2 separate regions of the Gossypium arboreum genome follow, and region 2 is linked to region 1. Evidence: chromatin contacts called from public Hi-C data. All regions are on one chromosome and are shown on one strand. Each heading gives the region's core, a stretch centred on a gene start, on an enhancer-like site or on the middle of the called end of the contact. The rest is flanking DNA. Distances are from core to core; before and after follow the strand shown.

Region 1 (4,207 bases), core at 974-3,473:
TGTGTGTGTCATTGAAAACTGGCCAAATGTGTTAGCTTGGGTTGGGAACCCTTCATTTTGTATTAAGCCTTGAATGATGGCTAATATTAATTTTGATTTATATACAAAGATGTTATTTTCATAGATGAGTAAAATGCACAAATGGAATGTTGTTTATTGTAGTTGCTACCATGCAGGTTGTGTAAGTAAGGGTGGCAAATAGGCTTGGTAAATAGCCTTGTATTGTCCACAAGGGTAGACACACGAGCGTGTGTCTAGACCGTGTGTGACACAAGGTCTGCCCCATGGGCGTGTGGTCTGGCTGTGTGTCCCCTGCACGTAAAAATTTCAAGTTGGTATGCATGATAGTAAACACACAGGTAGAGACACAGTTGTGTGTCTCAGCCATGTGATGGACACGCCCAGCACACGGGTGTGTGCATTGGCCGTGTGATATTTTGGGGATGCTGACGTCAAAAACAGAATGTCAATGTTTTTACACACGGGCTAAGAGACGGGCGTGTCATGGCTGTGTGAAGAACACGGACCAGGCACACAGGCGTGTGGCAGGCCGTGTGAAAACCCATGTAGGTGTGCATTTAAAATTATTTCCACACTAGTGGAGAACATGGGGGTGTCCCTATATTGCTTCGGTCGTGTGAGCCACACGGGCCATCACACGACCATGTCGAAATGGCCACACGGGCATGTTACCCTTCCACACAGGCGTGTGTCTTGTTTTCAAAGTCAAATTTTCTATAGATGGTTTAAGGACTCGGGCTATTCCCGAACAGCTTTTAATGGTCGATTTGGGGCTCGTAGGCTCATAACAAATAGTTTAGTAGAAATTGAAAAGGTTTTAAATTGGATCGAGTTTGGGTGACTTGCGAACGTTTGGGTGCTTATTCATTTAGTACTTTTAGGTTTATTTCTTCATATTATACTGTCGTTTGTTTACTCATTTAATAAAAAGTCGATACCTTCTTTGCCTGTTGTTTTTCCCCTTTGAGGATGTTCCACGTATAATATTTGTATTCATTCTTCACCACTTTTATTATATTATTGTTTATACAAGTCGATCCCCAACAGATTAACTCATTATTTTATTAAAATACAATGTAATTTTTATTTCATTTATATAATTTTACTATAATTTTTGAGATATTTATGTATTTTTATTTTTAGAGTTAAAATTAAATTGAAATAATTTGTAATGTTGAGAATTATTACTTTTAAAATGATGAATAAAGTTAAAATGTTAAATTTGTTATTATATTTTTGAAATATGATTTGTTATTAAATTTGTTATTATATTTTGAAATGTTAAATTTGTTATTAAATTTGTTAAATACACTTAACTGAAATGGATAAAGATAAAAAACAAAAACAAAAGAATTAGTTGAATGATCATCATCATAAAACTTTTAAAGATTGAGTAAAAAAGAAAAGAAGAAACATAAACTTGCCGTGTAATTTACTTCATTATTTTCCCAGATTTCGAAAGTTGAAAGTTATAATATTAGTGTCAAAAGAACAGCCGAAGAAACTACTTATCCATGCTTCAAAACTTGGGTCCAACTGCCGCTTTAAGTTTGGGCCTTCTATTTTGTTAACTCATTTAGATTCAAACCTATTTTTGTTTGAGACCAATATGAGGTTAATTGAGTTTCTTTTTTCAAATTGAGGATATAAGTAGCTTAGACAAAGATTATGGTTTTGAGATTTTTTAAGAACTTACATTTTGTTTCTGGAAGTGTAATTACCTAACATTTCTAGGTAAACAAAAAACTTAGAGATTGGTTGACAATATTGTTTAGATAATTAATATTTGAGATCCGCAGGTGCTTGACTTGGGTTTTTTTTTTTTATTAATAAAGTTAAAATCAATTTAGTAAAGAAAATTAATAAGAAAAAGAAAGAAATATAGACAAAAGGAAAAGCACGTCTTATTGTTGAAGTTTAAAAGCGATTTCAGTATAGAGGGTTTTTTATCTAATTGGGTTAAGAAAAATTTTAAAATATCAAAATAGGGTGTCAGATACATTATTTATGGAAATGGGTTGTTTTTTTGGGTCGAGCCTACCTGACAGGTGCGACTTATTTTTTTAATAATATAATTTTTTTAAAATATTATTATTTTATTATATTTTAATAATTTTTAAATTTTTAAATTTTTAAAATTCAGTCGGGTCAAAATCGGATCGAGCTAGACCCGGAGGCACGACCATTCGCGCCTGCTGTAGGGGCGCAACTTCCCTACAGCCCACCACGTGTCCCTATCCCCACCCCCCATCCCACCTGTAGAGACAGAGAGAAAAAATTTAAATTTTGTAATGGGGGACCATATAAGCATGGTCCCCAATTTTGTGAATGCAACAAAGAAAGAGAGAAAGAAGAAAAAAAAAAAAAAAGAAGAAGAAGAAGAAGAAGGAGGAAAAGAAGAAAAATATGTTAGTAATTTTTTATAATTATTTTAAGATTAAAATATTAGTAGTTTAGTGTTATGTGATAATTTTAGTGTTTGTAATTATTTTAAAATTAAAAGAAAAGTACATTTTAAAAAAAGTAATATATTAGTAATTTAAGAGTGTTATGTAATTATTGTACTTGAATATAGTTTATTAGTTGCTAATTTTTGTTTTTGTTTTTAATACTACTTGTCAAGTCTTGCTTTATTTATTTTTAATTTAAACTTTTTTGTTGAATTTTCAAGTTCATGATTTTTGTTTTACTTTTATCTAACATCCTATTTTGGTGTTTTAATTTTTTTAACCTAGTTGGGTAAAAACCCCATTATTTTGCCATTGATGCTCGATTTTGATAGCTTGATGGCAGCCTCCCTTTAAATAAATATATAAAAATCAATATTTTGTCGGTTATTGTCCAGTTCAGTTTACTTGGAATCAATATTTTTGTATTTTATTTAAAAAACTTTACTAGCATTCACTTCATTGTTAACAAAAAGTGAGAAATATAGTGACTAATACATTCTAAAAATAAAATAAAAATTTATACCTATGTAAAATGTATAAACTTGAGAATTAATCTTTTCAAATATTCTTAAATTATAATTTAATTTAATTTCAAACTTTTAAAATTAATTAAATTTACCTATGTAAAGTGTTAAAAATAATTCTTTTAAATTTTATAAAATTTAATCAAAACTTAAGGAAAAATAAAATATTTTTAAGAGTAAAATAGACTATTAATAAATTATGCTTATATTTTAACTTGTATAAAATACATAACAAGAGAAATAATATATATTAAAGAATTAAACACATTAATATAAATGATATGTTAAAATGCATTTGGCTTTATGATTGGAAGTAATGTAGTACTTTGCGGTTGAATAGATGCATAATTGACTAGTTGAAAGTGAGTATATGAGAAATAAGTTACTTTGAATATGGAAAGATGTTGAATAAAAGATCTAAAGAGAGTAAGAAATAAAATTAAATAATTACAAGAGAGTAAGAAATTTTAATGTAATTTTAATGTAATTTTGATATAATGTAAATTTATAATTTTATTTATTTGATAATTTTAATTGCGATTTGCAAGAAATGGGTTCGTTGATTGATAATGAAAATAAGGGTCACATATCGAGTAACATTAATGAGATGGTAATGAAAATTTTATTTGATAGTCACATTATTTGTTGAATGAAATTATATTGTATTAACCATTTCGTAAATATAATAATGTCAAGTCGAGTACCGCGTATTGAGGGGTCGTATTTATAATGTAGGGTTTCAGCCGGATGAACGCGTAATACCGTTCTTAGAGTTAGCGGGGTTCGGATCAGCAGCATTGATCCGGACTTTTGAGCTGCGATATGACTTAATTTCTGCTTTAGTCAAGCGATGGCGTCTGGAGACGCATACATTTCATTTGCCGTGCGGGGAGTGCACCATAACTTTGGAAGACGTTGCAGTACAGTTAGGGCTCCCTATCGACGGGAACGTGGTCACAGGCGTAAGTTTGATCTCGAGGCCAGCTCGCCTTTGCTACGAGTTACTTAGACGCTCCTCAAGTGAGGGGAAATTTGCCACATTGCGGTTTTCATGGCTAAAGGTCAATTTTGAGCATTTGCCCAATACTGCCACTGAATTGGAGGTTATGCAGGCCGCTCGAGGTTACATTATGCACCTTATAGGAGGTGTACTCGTGCCAGATTCACACGGCAGTGAAGTCAGTTTGATGTACCTACCGCTACTGTCTAATT
Region 2 (4,207 bases), core at 590-3,089, 38 kb after region 1:
TGTATATTTTCTTTTGGTAATGTGGCATGTACATAGGATGTGTATAAAGTTTATTATGTTTTGAATATAAATGGTTTAAAATATTGGTATTACAAGTCTAAGAATTATAATGAAAAAGTTTATCCATTTTAATTTAATTAGTACAATGATAAATTTAAATTGATATTATATTGATTAAATTGATTAGAGGTATTTAGAATAGAAAATGAATGTGTGAAATAATTTGGTTGAATTGGTTATGCTTGAAATGAATATGGTTTTAATTGCAGGGGGATTTATGTAAAGATCGTGAAAAAGTCATTGAAATTTATTAAAAAAAAAATTGGAGTACTTAAAAGAGTCCCGTTTTACTTAAATGTATGTTTTAGACTTGAGAGTTCAATATAGGGATTTAGTAATTAAATTATGCTATGAATGTTATTTTATTTGTGAATTATTCATAAGTTGTCTGATACGTCCGGTAATGCCTCGTAACTCTGTTCCGACAACGGTTCGGGGTTACGGGGTGTTACATTTATCATACAACACTAAATTGTTACATGGTTTGAGGACACGAGTGTGTGACCTTGCACCACATGGCCTCATGCTATCACACGGCCGTGTGACCCCTATTTTACATTTTTCCATATTTGTCTTAAATGTTTCAAATTAGTCCTTGCTTAAATTCAAATTGTTTTAGGACTTTCGTAAGCTCAATTTAAACTTGATTATGTATGAATATCATGTTTATGATTACATGTTTAATGAATAATTTTTATTTAAAGAAAATTTGAATTGTGATGGCTTGTTTCTATTTTGTTTTGAATGGTGGCATTTCATAAACCTAATCTGATAACGGAGACGGGTAAGAGGTGTTATAGCACCCCAAATATCGACATTGAATACAAAACAATATATATATATATATATATATATATATATATCAGCAATCCAATTGCCATGTTAGTCACGGATTAAACCACCAGTTGAAGCATTCCTAAGCACATTACTAATAGTACCATCAATGTTCACCTTATGCCACCCATCCTTTGGTAGAATCTACCTAACTAATCTGCAAACTTTAGTTTATCTATGCCTCAAAGAACTCGCCATTCCATGATTAAAATGAAGATAACCATATCTCATTTTGTAGCTATTCTCCAATACACTATCACATTCATACTGATATAATTTTGACATCTAAGTTTGTTACGTGTTAATATGAAAAAGTATGTCCAAAAATCCTAAAAGAAAATGTACCAAACTGGAAGAGCTTTTAATGGAGTGGATATCAGTCTTTATCACGAGAGAAAAATAGTTTTAAAAGTAGTATTGAAAAAAAAAAAAAAGTCTAATGTCTTAGCAAATTCAAACTTTGGCCAAAAGTTTCCAATAAAATTACATACCATTCGTTCAGAAGAAAAAGGGTCTCAGAATTAGGTTGGATATAACTTTGACCATCTCATACGGCTTCTCAGCAAAACAGTGTTTTCCCTTTTCACACAACATTTTATTATTTAATGAGTTTGAAAATATAATAATAATATGACATGTTTAAAACAATTAACATAACATATTTGTAATGTTTATATGTTACAGCTATTTTTATGGATCTCAAAGATGTTGGCATCATTATGTAAAATCTAAGCTTTTTCAGATCTTTATTTGTCCAATATATATGAATATAAAAAGAAAAACAAATCTTTGATAACCCAAAAAAATTGGCTTTACAGGACACTGCAATCTGCAACCTCACCCACTTTTTATAACAGTTTAACAACTCCCCTATATCCAAGTGAACTGTGAACACACTCAGCCTGCATTGTTAAGGGTCCCATTTTTCTGACTTTGCCGCGTGAAACTATTAAACAAACAAAAAAACCCATTATTATAATGCGAAAAAGTTGACAAACAAAGCCCCTAATTGTAGATTTCTCGGTCTTATTATTATTATTTTTAAGCTATACTCTCCTTCTATTTATTGATTTATTTAGCTGTTTTTATGATATAAATGTGTTTCAAAGGCTCAGAAACTCTTATCTTTTATCTGCAGATTCTCTTCTTCTAAGTAAGTAATTCTGAAGCAGAATTTATATCTGCTGTAGCTTTCTTCAGAATCCCTATATCTTTTATTTACCTTTTTGCACTCTTCATTCTCTTTTAAACAACACAACCCTTTCAAGCTTCACTCTTCGTCATTAGTCAACTGTCACTCATAACCTCCAACAATGGATGTAAGTTGTTCTTTTCTTTTTCTTAAACAAGTCTTTGAATCTTGAATGGATCTATTGTTTAACTAATTCTCTTATTGGGTTTGTTTTTAGGAATATTGCAAGAGAAGCGGGCAGATACCAGCATTTGGAGACTGGGACAATGCAAATGAGCTGCCTATAACTCAGTACTTCGAATGCGCTAGACAAGCGGGTTTGATTCGTTTCAGCTCTTCATCTGGAGAATCTAACCCTTATGTTGCTGCTCATGACTTGTATGAAACAGCTAATTCAAGGAAACATTCTCGTAATCTTGCTCCTCCTAGAAAGGTCAGTTAATTAAATTTTAATAAAGTTGTAGAATTTGTCATGTTTGTTGATGTAGAAAACCCCAAGTTTGAACAAAAGAAAAAAAAAAGAATCATTTCTGAAATTTCCACCGAAACTTTGTACAGTGGGGACTTGGAGAAGTAATAAAGCACTAATCTGTCTTCAAGCCTTTTTCTGGGAACTTTTCTTATCTAGGCAACAGTGTTAGTACACAACACTGCAACCTTTTCCCGAAATCTACCTTGCATCTTGCAGAATTTATTATTATTATTTAATATGAAAATATGATTTAGTGGCACTGATAATAATGGAGATGGGCGGTGGTATGCAGCAGGCGAGTAGGGTAAGGGAAAAGGGAGGAGCGCATGTTAAGGAGCAAAAGAAGGCGGGGAGAGTATGTGACGTGACTGAACCGCCAAGGAAATACTACCAAAATCCCCACCACCATCTGTCTTTGTCAATTAATAATGACAACACTACAAGCAGCAATAGTAAGCACCTCAAATACGATGCCTTTCCACCTCCTATTCCCAAGAGATTACCTGTTCGACCTCCTAAACCTGTTGATGAAGATCTCTACAAAATCCCCCCTGAGCTCCTTCACTCTTCCAAGCGAGTATGTCCTCTTCCCGATCTCTTCTTTTATCTTTATTTTTTTAATGTGAGTATAAGTAGGTAATAAATTAAATGTATCACTTTGAATCCAACATTTAATCTATTGGTCAAGAACGTTTACTATATCTCTGAAGTCATGGGATGGATTTACAGGCATACTATGCCTGTGTGATAGTTTAAATAAATTTAAGATTCCATTGTATAAAAAAAAAATCACATGATAGTCCAATTCCTTCAAAGGGCACCGGCTTGAATCTGTTCACATGGACATATAATGAGGGAAACATTGATTTCTTGTCAACACACAAGTCCTTTGTCATCCCATTCCAAGTTTGAAAACCCCCCTCAAATTCCGCTATAAATTAATTAATCATAAAGAAATATTTGTGGGGGTTGTTTTTTCCTTAAAAACTTAGGCCAAGGTTTAGTAGCTGAAAGGTTTCCCATCTCTTTCTAATTTGTTGTATTACCCAACCCATGGTTTCCTTGAGCCATTCATTCTTTTCTTCTAATGATAAAGAAGGGTCACGTATATTAAAATTTAAACTCTTAACTATGACCTATCTGGTTATGCTCTATTCTTACATGTTTATTTTGTTATGGAATGCAGAAGAAGATGCCAGGATTCTTTTCCTGCTTGGTACCAGCTTGTGCAACATGAAATTTTTATCGCTTTGTGTTTTAAAAGGAAGGGATTTCATGTTTATATAGTTAGTCTAGTGATTTATTTCTTTTTGTTCCATCTAAAAATGTTTTGACTAGCAATGAGAAATGACTATGAAATGGAGATTTTGTCCCTTGTCTACCAATGAACTTACACTATATGGAGACTTTGCGTTACACTTCTTGTATTTTAAAAGTATAAAATAGAATTGTCGTTTTTAGTAACTATAAGTCTTTCAAAGTTAAATGCGCTCCGCAAAACAAATACCAATTGATAGGGACTATTATAGGTTACCAAAAACCACAATTTCGACTTCTGATTTCACGAATAATATCAATTTCTCCTTTCTAAATTTAAAAACCAATGAATTTAGAATTTGATAGCACTGGCCAATAATCATGTGATCTAT

What was found. A called contact is a pair of places that touch in the nucleus more often than the background predicts.
Region 2: a contact with region 1 is called in a Hi-C map of leaf, with 2.1 times the contacts expected there. The contact joins the promoter of LOC108472544 here to the enhancer-like site in region 1. A contact is called at or near these places in 2 of 5 Hi-C or Micro-C datasets (both in leaf).

The regions. Positions count from the first base shown.
Region 1 is chr11:109,810,543-109,814,749 of ASM2569848v2, forward strand. No RefSeq gene overlaps it. Among protein-coding and RNA genes, the nearest start is that of LOC128284275, 11 kb to the left of the region's middle. Within about 2 kb of position 2,224, at least 1 of the 2 cell types and tissues checked has an H3K27ac peak or open chromatin away from gene starts, as enhancers often do. A contact at or near this core is called in leaf, where this site is marked.
Region 2 is chr11:109,849,381-109,853,587 of ASM2569848v2, forward strand. It overlaps LOC108472544, which reads left to right and starts at 1,840. Exons shown (of 4, transcript XM_017774083.2): 1 at 1,840-2,213; 2 at 2,304-2,519; 3 at 2,851-3,135; 4 at 3,745-4,022. The coding sequence starts at 2,208. The coding sequence ends at 3,795.